Linked DNA regions of Mus musculus: all the other regions are linked to region 2. A link is a contact called in public Hi-C, HiChIP or PLAC-seq and promoter capture Hi-C data. All regions are on one chromosome and are shown on one strand. The core of a region is the stretch at or near the end of the contact, and the rest is flanking DNA. Distances in the headings are between cores, read along the strand shown. Region 1 overlaps Pik3r3 (phosphoinositide-3-kinase regulatory subunit 3). Region 2 holds the start of Mast2 (microtubule associated serine/threonine kinase 2). Region 3 holds the start of Akr1a1 (aldo-keto reductase family 1, member A1 (aldehyde reductase)). Region 4 holds the start of Nasp (nuclear autoantigenic sperm protein (histone-binding)).

Region 1 (3,603 bases), core at 984-3,483, 160 kb after region 2:
AGATGTCCAAGAAGATAAGTTCGGTTGTCTTGGGACTAAAGGCACAGCACAAGGTAAATAAACAGGTATTCCCTGACCATGCCATGTGGGTATTGTACCTTGAAGAGGGACAAAAGCATAAACTATAAAACTAAGTCCATTTCTCCTAGTCGCAGAGTAGAAAAACACTTCTGAGTATGAGAACCAATAAAATGCATTTACTTGAATGGGTGTTAAAGGGAGGAAATGGCTTTCATTTAATTTTGGATTTGTGTCCTTTGGGAGGTAGAAAGGTTTTTGTTTGTTTGTTTGTTTGTTTTTGTTTTTTGAGTTTTAATTTCCTCTTATAGGAAGGAGAACCTCTCTTGGCCCCAGTATGGACTTCAAGCATGCAGAACTTCTTACCTTACTCCCTAACCTGCTTTAGCCCACTGCCCTCCATGCCAAGAAAACCAAAAAATGCTTCACTGCAATGTCTTTATTGCATCTGGAGCAAGTCTGCCAACCATTCCAAGTCTTGGAGAAGGTTAAAAAAAGGAAAAAGCCCCAACAATGTTCTCACCTTACCTTCCCCCCACCCCTTCCCCACAACCGCACAGCAATGTCTGAACACATTTGGTGACAAGAACAATTTGCAAAAGTGGTCTAGAAATTACATTATGAATTGTTCCAACACAAGACACAGTTGGCTTCCTTCTGAGTCAGTTATTTTTACATAAACTACATGAAATTTTTTTATTACATCAAAGACAACAGAATAGATTCTTCACAAGAAACAACAAAGTACCAAAGTTACATGCGAGGATTTGTAAGGAAACAAGGGTGGTTGTCACAAATGGCTAGAGCTAAGTCAAGAATGAGCAGTTGGCAGCAAAGGACCAAGAATGGACCTCTGGTGTATGATGTCATGGAAACCTCAAGAAGATCTAACTGGCAGTAGAGATCATCCTAGAAATCAGAAATTGTTCAAGTACATTTTTTCTTTAAAGTTCTGGAGAATGGGTGAAGCTGGTACCTTGCAGAGAAGGGACACAAGGAAGATGCCACTCGGGCTTGAGTCTGAAGTAAATGTAGAAAGCTTGTGTCTTAGTAGTGTGGAGCTGTAGGATGTCTTCATCTATTGCTGGAGCAGTGACAAGAACATAAACAACCTACCTAAGCTGAACTATGCCAGGTGGAAACAGCTTTGTTTTGTTTTGTTTTTATTTTAAAAACTGTATCTAGCCAACCCAAAGCTGCTTTCCTGTTGGGGACTGGCTGATCTGGGGACTGGCTGATCTGCCTGCCCCTATGGTCCTAATCTGTCTCTAGCCTCTGCTTTAGTCAATGAGTCTACAGTTAAGATGCCAAAAGAGATAGTCCCAGGGCCTAGATCATGAGACAGAACTTTGAGCTAGCCTTGAGAAGAAGACCAACACCTGCTTCCAGACTCCCTCAGACAGCAGGGCCACTCTTAGGAGACTGCTCCTCATGCCATTTCCACAGCTCAGGATCAGATAAATCATGTAGTAACTTGGCAGAAAAATAAAAAGATAGCTTCCGATTTATTAAATGATCCCTGGTCTCAGCTCCCACAAAGTGGTTACTCAAAGGGAAAGAATATAGGACTGAAAACCTGTCTTTCTCCATTGTCCAGCCCAGGTGTAGATGCTGCTTTCTCCTGCATATCTTCCATGTCTGCCTACAAGGTAAAGACATTATTCAACACTAAAGCTGTATATTTTATCATTTTGACTTACTTGGAAGAGATTTCTTTAAAAAGGCGTTCAGGACATACTAAAATTTTAGTGCTGGATCAGAGGGATTCCTCACACCTAATCTTGAGCATATAACTGCTTCAGCAAGTTCAACATCAGTACAAAGTCACAGGTATTCCAATCAACAAATAGCCTGGCATTACTTGGTAAACTGAGCAAGATTTTAAGCTGGCAATTTTGAAAAAGGCCTTACAGAGTGGCTGAGGGTGGTCAATCTCCTCTCTTTCACACTGGAGCATGAACAAGAAAAAGCCATCAATGGCATGCCCTATCAACTGTGACAATTATTCAAAACTTTTGACCTATCTCTATACTGTGGTTTCTTCTAGACACTGTCACCAAAGGAAGTGCTCAGGGAAAGTCATATTCATCTTTATTTTGGCCCCCAAACTTCATCTTCCCTGATTGTAAGCCTGATGACCCAGGCACAGGCTGCTTGTCTAAACTGCCTGACTGCACATTACTGGGCTCAAGCAGCTGAGTCATACTGAGCCTGTTATGGCTCCAGAACTGACTCTGAAGCAGCTGAACTCTTAAATGAGTGTGAATCCATAAATAGATGGCTGCCCTCTCCTCTATCTAACTTCACTTAGCTGAAGGCTTAAACCACAGCCACGGAAGCATGAGAGCAGGCTGTGTGCACTGCCTTAACAGCAGGCTCACAAAAAGGGCAAGCAGGAAAGCCTGTGGATTATTTCCCCAGATAGTCTGAACTCCACGTCATCCCCTCTTCTGGCAAACGCTTCAACCACAGTATTGAATAACATGTCATGTGATGGACCCTTCACCATGGATACCAGGCCTCATGTGCCTGTGATTTACTGAGGTCTCTGACCACAAACTCGAGTCCTCCTTTAGCTACCTATGGCTCCCTAAACCCTATCCAAAAAAGGAAGGGGAGATGAAGGCAAATTAATCCTTGTATAGTTTTGGCAAGGCTTTTAAACTTGAGGAAGCACACAACAATGTTGTTCTCTATCATTATTTGGTATATCAAGCCATCTAAAAGCACTGGATTGCACTGTTTCTTTACTCATAAAACAACTTACAAGGGTTTCAAACATTTCTTTAAAGAAACACCACACAAGCACCAACTTCATTATGACTCAAAGCTTACTATTTCCACAAAATAATTCTATTCCTCATCTGAGAAACAAGGCCAGGGCAAAAGGAAATACACTGACCAATTTTAGTGTTTGTTGAAACTCACATTTCTAGTCTTTCAAGTTTTGGTACAGAAGTGTACATTCAGCTACTACTGTCCTCCCCTTAGACCTTGGTCTGGCGATGCTGCTTTGTTGGTTTTTGAACACAGTGCTTTAGAGGGAGGAGTTGGTGAAGATGCTGAAGCCTAGATTATGTTGATAAAATTGAAGTAACATCAACTGAAGGGGTCTTTTGCCTCCTTGGTTTAGATTCTGAAAATGTAATCCCATACCTCCCTATTTTCCTTTGGTTGTTTTTCCCTCCAAACCAAATCCCACTTTACCACAGAGCCAAAATCGGCTCTTTATTTGGGGGAAAGGGGAAGAGACTATCAAATCAAAACAACTCCCAGCAGAACTGTGACCTGCTGCATTCTTAGGGTTGAGGACAAAGGGATGTGGACTCTTCAGAAACTTCCAAATAAAACCCCCACCCCAACCCACAACAAGCCTTAGCTGTTCTTTTAAAGGTGCCTGACAACAAACCCAAACCCCATGAAACCAATATCTGCTTCCAGCTTAGTCCATCAGTGCAGCAGCACAGCCGAGGCCAGAGACCCTGGGCCCCTCATTTCTAAATCCAAGCTACTGCTTGGCCTCTCCATTTCACATTCACAGAATCACTTGTGCAAAACAAGCAGTCTACGTTGAAAGAATGCCCT
Region 2 (3,655 bases), core at 877-3,376:
CTAAACCTAGAGGAATTTATTTAGAAAGGACCACAGAGTTAATCAGTTTGATTGATGGAGATCAATGTTGGAGAAGCAGCCTTATGAAACATCAGCAACAACCTCAGGATACTGTTTGTTTGTTTGTTTGTTTCCTACCTATACTGGGTTACACTGCTTTGCAGGGGTGAAATAGTAATTTATTTTTGTTTCATTTTGTTTTGAGCAGGACTAGTGTTTCTCTTGAATTCCCTTGACACACTCTGTTTATGTAGTTTTGGGATCAAACTCAGGACTGTGTGTATGCTGAGCAAACACTCTACCAACTGAACTACATTCCAAGCCCCAAAACAAAAACCACTTTAAAAAAAAAAAGATTCTAGCCCCCAGAAAAAAGGAATTTTAATCTTCTCCTATGTGGCCACTCCAGATTCAGCATGTGTTTCTGTTCTTCGTAAGCAAGAGTGTGCTGGCCCTATCATGTAGCAGAGATAACTATAAATAGTGGCAATAGTGGCAACAGCATGGGCTAATAGAAAAAAAGAGGCAGGCAGAGAATGGATTTTGGATGGTGGCCTTGCCTTAGAAAGTGTACACTTGACTGGGCGGTGGTGGTGCACACTTTTAATCCCAGCACTTGGGAGGCAGAGGCAGGTGGATTTCAGAGTTCAAGGCCAGCCTGGTCTACAGAGTGAGTTCCAGGACTACAGAGAGAAACCCTGTCACCAAAAACAAAAACAAAAACAAACAAAAAACAAAGAAAAAGAAGAAAGTGTATACTTCATCTTGAGCTTTATTTTACTAGTCTAAGCAAAGACAGTATTACAGAGATTTTTATGAGAGTCTTTGGGAAGATGGATCCTAAGAGAATAAGACTTGATGCAGGGGAACTAGTTGGGAGAATTTCCCACTTAAACAGGTGAGGGAAGGCGGAGCTGGGTAAGTTAGTACAAATGGGATGAAAGGAGAAGGCAGATTGGAAAGATATCGAGTTTACAGACCAACAGGCCTTGTTCATTATTAGATATGAGAGATGAGAAGAAGGAAGGAACCAAGGATGGCTTTCTGTTTCTACCGAGTCAACTGGATGCATGGGGAGGACCTGGGACAGGGAACGTAGAAGATAGCTTCATGGGTTGTCCCACACACTGCTTATGTGTGTGTGTTCTGGTACCTCACAGGCCTTCGTTTGAGTTCTCTTTGCACTATAACTCACCCCGTTCCCTCCACTGTACAATGAACACTGCAATGACCTCATTATGTGTATGTGAATTGAATGCAGTGTCTGAAATCAGTAGGCTCCATCGTATTAGTCATTATTACTGCTCAGAAAGGGTTCAGGGAGGAGGCTAAAGATACATGAATGAAACAGGCAGGAAAAGCTTCTGGGAATGAACTCTGGTTAGGTCAAAAGAGGAAAAACAGCGTTGTGGCAGACTAGCTGAAGCCAGAAGGAGGCCAGGCATGGCTGAGCTGTCTGCCACGTGTTGTTAAAGCAGATGAGTCATTGGAAGGGGCAGGTCAGGCTGCCCAGGCCGCAGCAGGCTGGACCGTGTCTACAGGATGACTTCATTGTCAGTGGGAAGCCCAGATCTTCCAAAGCCTTTTTAGTCTCGCACCCCTAAGGAATACATCACTTCTTTTACAGGACTTTACACACTGTCACACTGTGTGGAACTGTCAAAGGCAGTGTAAACAAGACAGAGCGACAAGAATGGGAACCCTCAACTAATGGGAGGGTTTATTGGGACATATTGATATGTCTGTGACTGGGCTCGTTTCCCTACATCTCAGTCTCCTTATTTCTAACATGAGGATGAGCTAACTAGTCTCTGAAGCGTAGGGGAGAACTAGGTGAGCATCTGCTGGTAAATAGAGTGTTGGTGTCCCCCCTCCCGTTGGAAGTCTTTTCCCAGTCTGGACAGCGTTCAGTCCGGCAGGCAGTGTGTACCAAAGGGATGAATGGAAGAATCAAAGGGCGTCCTGCAGCCGACGCGGGCGCGCCGGGAGCCCCGCCCCCTTCCGCTTCAGAGCGCGCGGCGCGGCCGCGGGCGGGTCTTCGCGACCGTTCGCCAGCGCGTGCACGGCTGGCCGCGCTCTGTGGGCGGCAGGCGGGCTTGCCGTGCACGCGCGCGAGGGGCGGGCCGGGCGGGCTGGCGGGCCGGCGGCTGGCGGCGGAGCCCGCGGCGGCGGCGGGTGGCCGGCCGAGCGTGTGCCGGGCGGCGGAGGGCGCGGCGGCGGCGGCTATGCTGCCTCCGTGAGGCGCGCCGGGAAGGTCTCGGCGCCTCAGCCCACAGGAAGCGCGGGGAAACCGCGGGCCGGGTGCGGGTGGCTTCAAGTGCCCGCCGGGCCATGTTGGCCGCGGACCGGGTTTGCCGCGGCAGCGCTGCGGCCCGGGGCCGAGCCAGGCCGGCGCAGTCGCGGTGCTAACGCCCGCGGGGCCCAGACGCGGAGATGAAGCGGAGCCGCTGCCGCGAGCGGCCGCAGCCGCCACCCGCCCGCCGGGAGGATGCGGCTCCGCGGACGGCCGAGTTGCCCCAGCCGCAGTCTTTGCCCCCGCGCCGGCGAGCGCCGCCCGGGAGGCAGCTACTGGAGGAGCGGAGCGGGCCTTTGGGGCACGACAGCAGGGAGCAGGTAAGGTGGGCTGGGGTCCGCCAGCGAGGGTGGGCGCCGTGGGGGAGGGGTCCTCGCGGGAGGATCGGGCTGCGGTGGTGAGGGTGGGGACTACTGAGTCGGTTAGGAGGAGTGGGAGGTCTGACGAGGCTGAGGAAAGGGGAGTGGAGAAATGAAGGTGGGGGCCTGGGGTTGCAGTTGGACGTGGGGTAGGGCGGGTCTGAGGAATGAATAAAATGGTCTTGGGGGGTAGCCTGGGGCTCTGGATGGAGAGAATGGGTGCTGGAATGTGGGCAGGGTGAATGAGCAGCAAAGAGTAGGTTTACTAAATGGAGTTATCTAGAGGCGTGAATAGTTTTAAGGGAGAAATGCCAGTTTGATAGTGTTGACTGGTCTTAGAGTTTATCCCCACAGTTATAAAAACGGGGCATTTGCAAGCATTCTCATTTGGTGGCCATTATACTTTTATAAGCAAGTATTCAGAATCGTTAACGTTCTCCTCAGTAACTATCTACCACTTTAAAACCACTATAAAAAGTGCCTGAATGTGTCCAGTCTCAAGGCCGGTGCTGTGGACAGAGAATCTGTAGATGAAGGCTCTGCTTTCTAGTTTACCCTTAATGGGAAAAGAGATAAAATGTAAAAGTACTCATGGGATTCTCGAATGTACAGGATGTGTAATTTAGTAGACAATAGTAGGTGTATTTATGAGTAGGGAATAAAGGTCGCCAATATTAGGATAAACTTGCTACTCACAGCTGAAGGAAGTTCAGTGAAACGATATTGACAGGGACTTTGTAAGATACGTAATCTCGTTGGATTTTTAGAAAGAATGTTCTGTAGTAATGAACTCCCCTGACAGCATTGCTTTTGTACAGCTTTGCTTCAGACCCCAGTTGAGACCCCATCTTTGAGGCTTTGAAGTTCCAGGTCTCCTATCTTGCTCCTCATATAAAGTAAATGTTCCTATGCATCATTGCTTTGAATTACACTCTGTTAGCCTATGGTTTTAAAATTTTCCGCTTTTTGTCTCCCCACTTGATTCTTTTGGTCTTTGTCATGG
Region 3 (3,567 bases), core at 900-3,399, 190 kb before region 2:
ACCAGTGTAGATAATAAATAATAAATAAACAGGGCCAGACTATCAAAAGTTACACAGAGAGAGAGAAAGAGAGAGAGAGAGAAAGAGAGAGGGGGGGGGAGAGAGAGAGCAATGTTTGTCTTGTACATCCCTAAAACAGATATCTATTCTGAAAAACCTATTTCTTGGCAAAAAAAAAAAATGATATGACCATCTAATAATTCACACGTGACTGTGTAGAGGCATCCCACCCAGTAAGATCTAAACAGCAGATCTTCCCTGGCATTGAAACACTACCTGACAGCTCTTATAGAAATACCTCTGCTGCAGCTTCTATTCTTTTGCCCCCGCTGTATGTAGCACAGTTCCTTCTCATAACCAGGAATATGCTTGGCAAGGCCAGTGATGGCCGGAAGCCAGGGCCTTGGGGGAGCTACTGCTTCAGATCCTGAGAACCCAAATCTTCCCACCAAATGGGACTTTAGTTATCAGTCCAAAGGCTGCGGAGAGCTTAGCGTGTAATGTTTTTGAGATACCCTGTGTTCCCCTTAATCAACATTGTTTTATTAGCGTTCCCCTGATTTAGTTCCATTGTATGACACTTGCTGCTGTGTTCAATTTCTCCCCTGGAAATAATATATAAGATGCTGTGCTTCTTAACAGACATGGTTTGTGAAAGACCTCCCCATCTGAAACTTTACCTTTCTGCTTATCTTCTGATCTCCCGGTCCTCTCTCTCAGGACCCTGTCACTGAAGAATGACCTGCAGGTCTAGGTCATTTCTCACCTCCTTAAGCTCCTGCCTGCATGTGGTAAACAGACATATACTCGGGCACACACACATACAAGTAAAAATAAATTTTTGTTTTTGTTTTTTTGAGACAGGGTTGCACTCTGTAGAACAGGCTGGCCTTGAATTTGGAGATCTGCTTGCCTCTTCTCCTGATTGCTAGGATTAATGGCATGTATCACCACCACCTGGTAATAAAATAATTTTTTAAAAAGAAAAGAAAAAGAGCTGAGTGCACGTCTTTAATTTTAGCATTTGGGAGTCAGAGCCAGACAGATTACTATGATTTGGAGGCCAACCTGGTCTACAATAGTGAGTTCCAGGACAGTCAGAGTAGTGAGACTGATGAAGGCTGGTCCCCATGTTGAAGCCCGTTCCCTAGCTTAAAGTCACCTCGAGCTTGGCTGTAATTCTTTTGTTTCATTTCTGTTGGCCACTCCATATTGTTGACACAAAACATATTGCACTTTGATTGTAAACACACACACACACATACACACACACACACAATTTGACTCAGAGATCAAATTGACCATATATTCTGAGGATGACGATGATTATGATTGGAAATTTCCCAAATGCAGCCTTCACTCAGCCAAGCAAGATATAACAGGGCAGCTTGAACTGTTAAGTTCAAACTACTAAAAAAACTTGGAGAGGGGCCGACCGCTCTATAGCCCTCCTTCACCCACTTAGGAGCCCATTGTGTTTTTTCCCTTTATAAGCTATCCCTGGGAAACACACACACCCCACCTTTATGTGGGTGCTCATGGAAGTCAGAAGAGAGTATTAAATCCCCTGGAGCTGGGGTTACAGGTGGTTGAGAACCTCCTGACATGAATGCTGGTACTGAACTTGGGTTCTCTGAAAAAGCGGCACCCCTTCTCTCCATCTTCAAATGTTTTCCTTTTAGATAGGGGATCATAAATCTCAGGCTGGCCTCAAAGTCAATGTATAGGAGGCAAGAAAAACTGAATCTTCTGATTCTCCTTGCTTCCACCTCCCAAGTGCTGGGATAACGACTCAATTTTATGCCGTGCTGGGATTTTGAACCCAGAACTTTATGTTAAGCAAGCACTGTATTAATTTAGCTATACGGCCCCAGCTCATATTTATGAAGTCTTTTGCACAGGGCTAAAGTGCAAGGTACTGAGTGAAAGATCAGTAACTTTCTAAAATGGGGTTTGCAGAGGCAAGATTTTCTGTATTTTTTGGTCAAACTTTGTATCAGGCCCGCTCGGGGATTCCGACAAATTCACTTTAGAGAAAGAAAGACAGGCGGCCAGAAGGACCCCCTAGGTATCATAGAGGATCTCTTCAGAAAGTATAAGAATCTATGCCTAGAGAGGTGCCTGCGCGGTGCACTGTGGGCCGGTTGTGGGCGCGGCCAGCCACCCAAGACTGTCCACGTAGCTTGTGCGCATGCACAGTTTCGGGACCCCGGCCCTTCCAGACGTTCGTGGTGGAGTGAGAGGTTCCCAGGGGAGGAATGTGCAAAGTCCCAGCTTTGGCTTCTACTCCCTCTTCTACTTCGCAGGACAGTGGGGGTCTCCTCCGTCCTGCGCGTAGTTCTGGGAGCCGGGCCCTCGCTCCTCCCTGGGGTGGGGCTGCCGCTTCTCCGCCGGACTTAAGTCGGGCCCTGTTGCCTCAGTACTGGAGTGCAGAGCTGAATTCGGGCCACTTTGTCTTTTCCACAGCCTGTGCTCACTGCCAAGGTGAGTTCTTCCTGCTGCTGACTCGTCTTTTTCTCCTGAGTTAAAGGCGAGGGTCCTTCAGTACCACAGGTCAGGGCCAGGATTGAGCGAATGGCGCCAGCACGTCGAGGGATGCGATTTAGTTTCGCGTTTGAGCACTTCCTCCTATTCTGTTCTCAGATAACGTGTTTCTGGACCTCGGTTTCCTCAGAGTTGGAATGAGCAAGGAAATCATTAGTGCTGTAGGGAGGACTGGGATAAACCTTTGAATGTGTCTGGTGCATATCTCGTGCTTTTGCCATCTCTTTGTTTGGTCATCTGCTCGAAATTTCTAGGCGCTCTGCCTTTCCTAATGGCGGTACAGGGATATTCCTAGGAAGTGGCGGAAGTGGGGAGAGATTAGCTTGCTCAAGCCTCTGCCTTAGGTTTGAGAAAATTTGAACATCTCCTGTCGCTACGGAGCCTTTTAAAGTGAAAATACTTGAATCTTCACATTACCGAGCCTACCATTAATGGACTCTACTGTTTAGACTTTTCGTAGGACCGCAGGACCTGCTCAGCTTCTGATCAGGCCTGTTAACTTTTCCCAGGTTGCACTTCAGCAGCGATACAGGTTTAATTCCAGTATGAATCTTTCCTGCCCGGCAGAATTGGTTATTATTTATAGGTAGTTTTGGAGACAGAGTCTCTTTGAAGAATTTTTGCTAAAAATTAATGTTTTGTCTGCTATGTAAGTATGTGTACCTTGTGGGTGCCTGGTGCCCATGGAGGTCATAAGAAAGGGACATATTCCCTGGAACTAGAGTCAAACTCCGCCCCGGACAAGCCCTTTACCAACTGAACTACACCTCCAACCCAGATTTTTTTTTTTTTAGTACTTGCTCAAAGTTAGTAAAATACTAACAGGTGTAGGTCAGAGGTAGAATTGGCGTGTGTAAGGCCTTGGGATTGTCCCCCAGCCCCTTGACACACATAGATACATGACTTTTCTTTGGTTTTCCAAGATGGATTGAAGATACCGAAGTCAGTGACTTCCTCAGGTGCTTCTCCAGCAAGCTAAGCTGTCCAGCTAGCATGGCATGGTATCTCCTGCCTATAAAGCCA
Region 4 (3,739 bases), core at 1,204-3,703, 160 kb before region 2:
CCAGAAGAGGGCGTCAGATCTTGTTACAGATGGTTGTGAGTCACCATGTGGTTGCTGGGATTTGAACTCCAGACCTTCGGAAGAGCAGTTGGGTGCTCTTACCCACTGAGCCATCTCACCAGCCCTGTAATGGGATCTTATGCCCTCTTCTGGTGTGGCTGAAGACAATTACAGTGTACTCATATACATAAAATAAATAAATATTTTTTTTTAAAAAGTCAATTAAATGTTGTTGGGTTTTTTTTTTTTTTTTTTTTTGGACAGCATTTCTCTGTGTAGCCCTAGCTGTCCTGGGAACTTGCTCTTTTTTATTTATTTATTTATTTATTTATTTATTAATTAATTATATGTAAGTACACTGTAGCTGTCTTCAAACACTCCAGAAGAGGGAGTCAGATCTCCTTACGGATGGTTGTGAGCCACCATGTGGTTGCTGGGATTTGAACTCCGGACCTTCGGAGGAGCAGTCGGGTGCTCTTAGCCACTGAGCCATCTCACCAGCCCCCAGGAACTTGCTCTTTAGACTAGGCTGGCCTTGAACTCAATGATCCTCCTGTCTCCCAAATACTAGGACTAAAGGCATGTGCCACCACTGCCCTGCCTTAATTTTTTGTTAAATTCGTGACTCAAATATCTCATCCTATTTAACATTAACAAACAAACAAATCTCAAAGGAAAATTAAAGATCTGGCAGTTAACTAAAACATGTAACACCAGTTGCTGGAAAGGTGGGTCATCAGTTAAGAACACTTGTAACTTCCGAAGGACTGGAGTTTGGTTCCTAGCACTTATATCTAAAGGTTCACAACTACCTGTAATCCCAGCTCTAGGGGAATCAATTTCTCTTACCTCTATTTCAACTCACAATCACAAATCTATATTTGTATACATAATTTAAAAGATCAAAGTTTGTGGGTTTTTTTTTGTTGTTGTTGTTTTGTTTTGTTTTTCTGAGACAGGGGTTTCTCTGTGTGGCCCTGGCTGTCCTGGAACTCACTCTGTAGACCAGGCTGGCTTCGAACTCCCAAGTGCTGGGACTAAAGGCATGTGCCACCACTGCCGGACAAAATTTTTTTTTTTTTTTGGAAACAAGATCTCACTATGAAGCCTTGGCTGTGTTGGAATTCCTTACATAGATTAGGTTGCCTCAACAGCTTCTGCCTTTGGAGTGCTGAAACAGGTGTGCTGTCTTAGAACTAGCTCTGTAAAACATTCTGGGTTCAAATCCAGGGAGACCAGTCTGCCTCCTGAGTGCTGAGATTAAAGGTGTGTGCTAGGACTGGAGAGATGGCTCACCGGTTAAAGAGCACTGGCTATTCTTGGAGAGGAACAAACTATCTGTAGTTCTTGTTCCAAGGGTTCAGACACCCTTACACAGACATACATGCAGACAAGATACCAATGTACATGAAATACAACTAAATAAATTATAAAGGTGTGTGCCATCATACCCAAGTTATTTTTTTTTTAAGATTTATTTATTTATTATATGTAAGTACACTGTAGCTGTCTTCAGACACTCCAGAAGAGGGCGTCAGATCTTGTTACAGATGGTTGTGAGCCACCATGTGGTTGCTGGGATTTGAACTTCAGACCTTTGGAAGAGCAGTCGGGTGCTCTTACCCACTGAGCCATCTCACCAGCCCCCCCCAAGTTATTTTTTAAAGGAACCCACTTATTTCTATTTATCCATTTTTAGTTCTTTTTTTTTTTTTTCATTTTGTGTGAATAAATGCTTTACCTACATCCATGTCTGTGCACCATATGCATGCCTGGAGCTTAACGAAGTGGTGAGGCGCCTTGTGGGTGCTGGGAATTGAAACAGGATCCTTTGCAAGAATAACAAGTGCTCCTAACCTCCTAGCGAATTTTCCAGCCACATTTACTTTTATTTAATGTGTATGAGTGTATCTGCATACATAAATGTGTACCATGTGTGTGCCTAGTGGCTCTGGTGGTCACAGGAAGGCATTGATTGAATGCCCTTGAACTGGAGTTACAAAAGGTTGTAAAAGAAGGCGTGTGTGGTGCTGCTCACCTGTAATCCCAGCCCTCGCAATCACAGGCAGGCAGATGTCTGTGGGTTAGAGATCAGTGGGTCTAAATAGCAAGTTTCAGGCTAGCCAGGGATAGACTGTAAGTCCCTACCTAATATATATGAAAGAAAAAAAAAGAGAGACAGCTAAAATATTTAAAGTGTTTTAAGTACAGGATTTAACTTAACAACTTGGACGTGGGTAAAGTAAGATGATGGCAGCAACGGATTGGATCAGTCAAAGGCGGTGGATCTAAACACCCGCATCCCTTTGCCCCTCTAAGAGTTTTGAATCAAGCGCGATAGTTTTATCTGTAGCCAATCCTAGAGCAGCATCTTGTTTCGTCAGTAGTTGCTGAGGCCCAGAGCCACGCGTCTGTCTGGTCAGTTCTAGCCGTTGCTGCTGTACTCGTGCTCAGCTCTTGCGTTTCCATCCGTTAAGACTGAGAGGACATAGGGAATACCTGTCACCTTCTCGGGTATCCCCGTCAGAAAGACACCTTCGGGACTACTTTTTCCACAGTCGCAGAGACTCACTGGCTCCACTTAATTGTGGAATCTCTAGGCTGGCTCCCATTCAGAAGTTGTAGTACTGAGATTTTGCTTCTATCACGACTAGCCACAGAAGCAGGAAATTGTTTGATTTTTGTTTTCTTTTTCCTTTCTATCTTACTTTCTTTTTCTTTTTTTCTTTTTTTAAGGAAAAACGGGCTAGGGCGGGAAGATACCCAAACGGGAAGGGATACAGGGCTGTGTCCTTGTGACAGAAAGGTGTTGAGTCCTAGTCCTTTAAATCCGAGGGGGGAGGATCCGGAAGTGGATGGGCGGGACAAGGGACCTGGTATATAAGAGGGCCTCAACCGCGCGGGGTCTCCAATCTGCCATTTTCTCTACCTGAGTGAGTCTCTGCTGTCCGGAATTCTCTGGTTTTCTTCGCAGGCAGTGTTCTGCCCACTGGCCCACCACCTCAGGGGAACGATGGCCACAGAGTCTACAGCCGCTGCTGCCATCGCCGCGGAGCTGGTTTCCGCTGACAAGTAAGCGGGACTGTGGCGAGCTTGAGGCCAGTCCTCAGGGAGAGTCCGGGGACTTGGCTTCCCGGGCGGGACGGGCTGGTGGGTGGGACAGCTGCCTTCCCCGGAACAACGGCGGCCGTGCGGAGAGGGTTGCTCTGTGGAGAAGCCCTACTTGCGAAGAGCTGGCGCGCCAGCGGTAACGGCGGGTGGCTGGCGCCCCCTGCCCGGCTTTTCACGGCCGCCATCTTGCCGGGGGCAGCGGTGGCTGGCTCCATCGCCGGCCCCTTTTTTCCACCCCTTGCCCGAGGTTGCCGGTAGGTAGGCGGGGCCCGGCTCCAGTCGGTCCTTGAGCCCCTCCTGATCGCGCACTCCTAGGGTGCGTCTCTGTAGAGAGTCTGTAGACGTACCGAGAAATTGGCCAACAGATTTGGCGCCAAAAAAAAAAAAAAAAAAAAAAAACCCACACGAGGATGGAGGCTTGGAACAGGGGACGCGGGTGGGTGGGGCCTCTCAGAGGGCGGGGCTTTGCACGCTGATCGTCGTAGTTTTGGCTCTTAGGAGTGGGCGGGGCCTGTAGGAGGCGGGAAAACTCCATTGTTTGGAGTGGATGCTGCTTTTGCCGGGTCGGTGGGGCGCAATGAATTTTATTATATACTCACTACCAGGTTTACAGTAATCTTGAGGGTGG

The links. A called contact is a pair of places that touch in the nucleus more often than the background predicts. HiChIP or PLAC-seq counts read pairs in DNA pulled down with a chosen protein or histone mark. Capture Hi-C pulls out chosen DNA fragments and counts their contacts.
Region 1: an H3K27ac HiChIP or PLAC-seq map of cardiomyocytes shows a contact between it and region 2, with 2.6 times the contacts expected there. The contact joins the enhancer-like site here to the promoter of Mast2 in region 2. A contact is called at or near these places in 1 of 39 promoter capture datasets (embryonic stem cells), 1 of 484 Hi-C or Micro-C datasets (uterus), 2 of 115 datasets of contacts at active chromatin or transcription factors (cardiomyocytes and stem cell-derived neural progenitor cells) and 3 of 9 other capture datasets (adipose tissue, liver and pancreatic islet).
Region 3: a contact with region 2 is called in a promoter capture Hi-C map of liver. The contact joins the promoter of Akr1a1 here to the promoter of Mast2 in region 2. A contact is called at or near these places in 1 of 39 promoter capture datasets (pre-B cells), 2 of 484 Hi-C or Micro-C datasets (double positive thymocytes and embryonic stem cells), 1 of 115 datasets of contacts at active chromatin or transcription factors (pancreatic cancer cells) and 3 of 9 other capture datasets (adipose tissue, liver and pancreatic islet).
Region 4: a Hi-C map of uterus shows a contact between it and region 2, with 4 times the contacts expected there. The contact joins the promoter of Nasp here to the promoter of Mast2 in region 2. A contact is called at or near these places in 4 of 39 promoter capture datasets (the 3T3-L1 cell line, the C10 cell line, fetal liver and 1 more), 4 of 484 Hi-C or Micro-C datasets (embryonic stem cells, muscle stem cells, nephron progenitors and 1 more), 4 of 115 datasets of contacts at active chromatin or transcription factors (the SCID.adh cell line, effector CD8 T cells, intestinal villus epithelium and 1 more) and 3 of 9 other capture datasets (adipose tissue, liver and pancreatic islet).

Annotation. Positions count from the first base shown.
Region 1 is chr4:116,299,896-116,303,498 of GRCm38.p6, reverse strand. Pik3r3 (phosphoinositide-3-kinase regulatory subunit 3) reads right to left here. Exons shown (of 10, transcript NM_181585.6): 10 at 443-3,603. Among named protein-coding and RNA genes, the nearest start is that of Pik3r3, 80 kb to the right of the region's middle. Within about 2 kb of position 2,233, at least 107 of the 459 cell types and tissues checked have an H3K27ac peak or open chromatin away from gene starts, as enhancers often do. A contact at or near this core is called in adipose tissue, cardiomyocytes, pancreatic islet and 1 more, where this site is marked.
Region 2 is chr4:116,462,694-116,466,348 of GRCm38.p6, reverse strand. It overlaps Mast2 (microtubule associated serine/threonine kinase 2), which reads left to right and starts at 2,126. Exons shown (of 30, transcript NM_001369061.1): 1 at 2,126-2,613. The coding sequence starts at 2,434.
Region 3 is chr4:116,650,256-116,653,822 of GRCm38.p6, reverse strand. Akr1a1 (aldo-keto reductase family 1, member A1 (aldehyde reductase)) reads left to right here and starts at 2,149. Exons shown (of 9, transcript NM_021473.3): 1 at 2,149-2,484.
Region 4 is chr4:116,626,665-116,630,403 of GRCm38.p6, reverse strand. It overlaps Nasp (nuclear autoantigenic sperm protein (histone-binding)), which reads left to right and starts at 2,453. Exons shown (of 16, transcript NM_016777.3): 1 at 2,453-2,514; 2 at 2,975-3,072. The coding sequence starts at 3,014.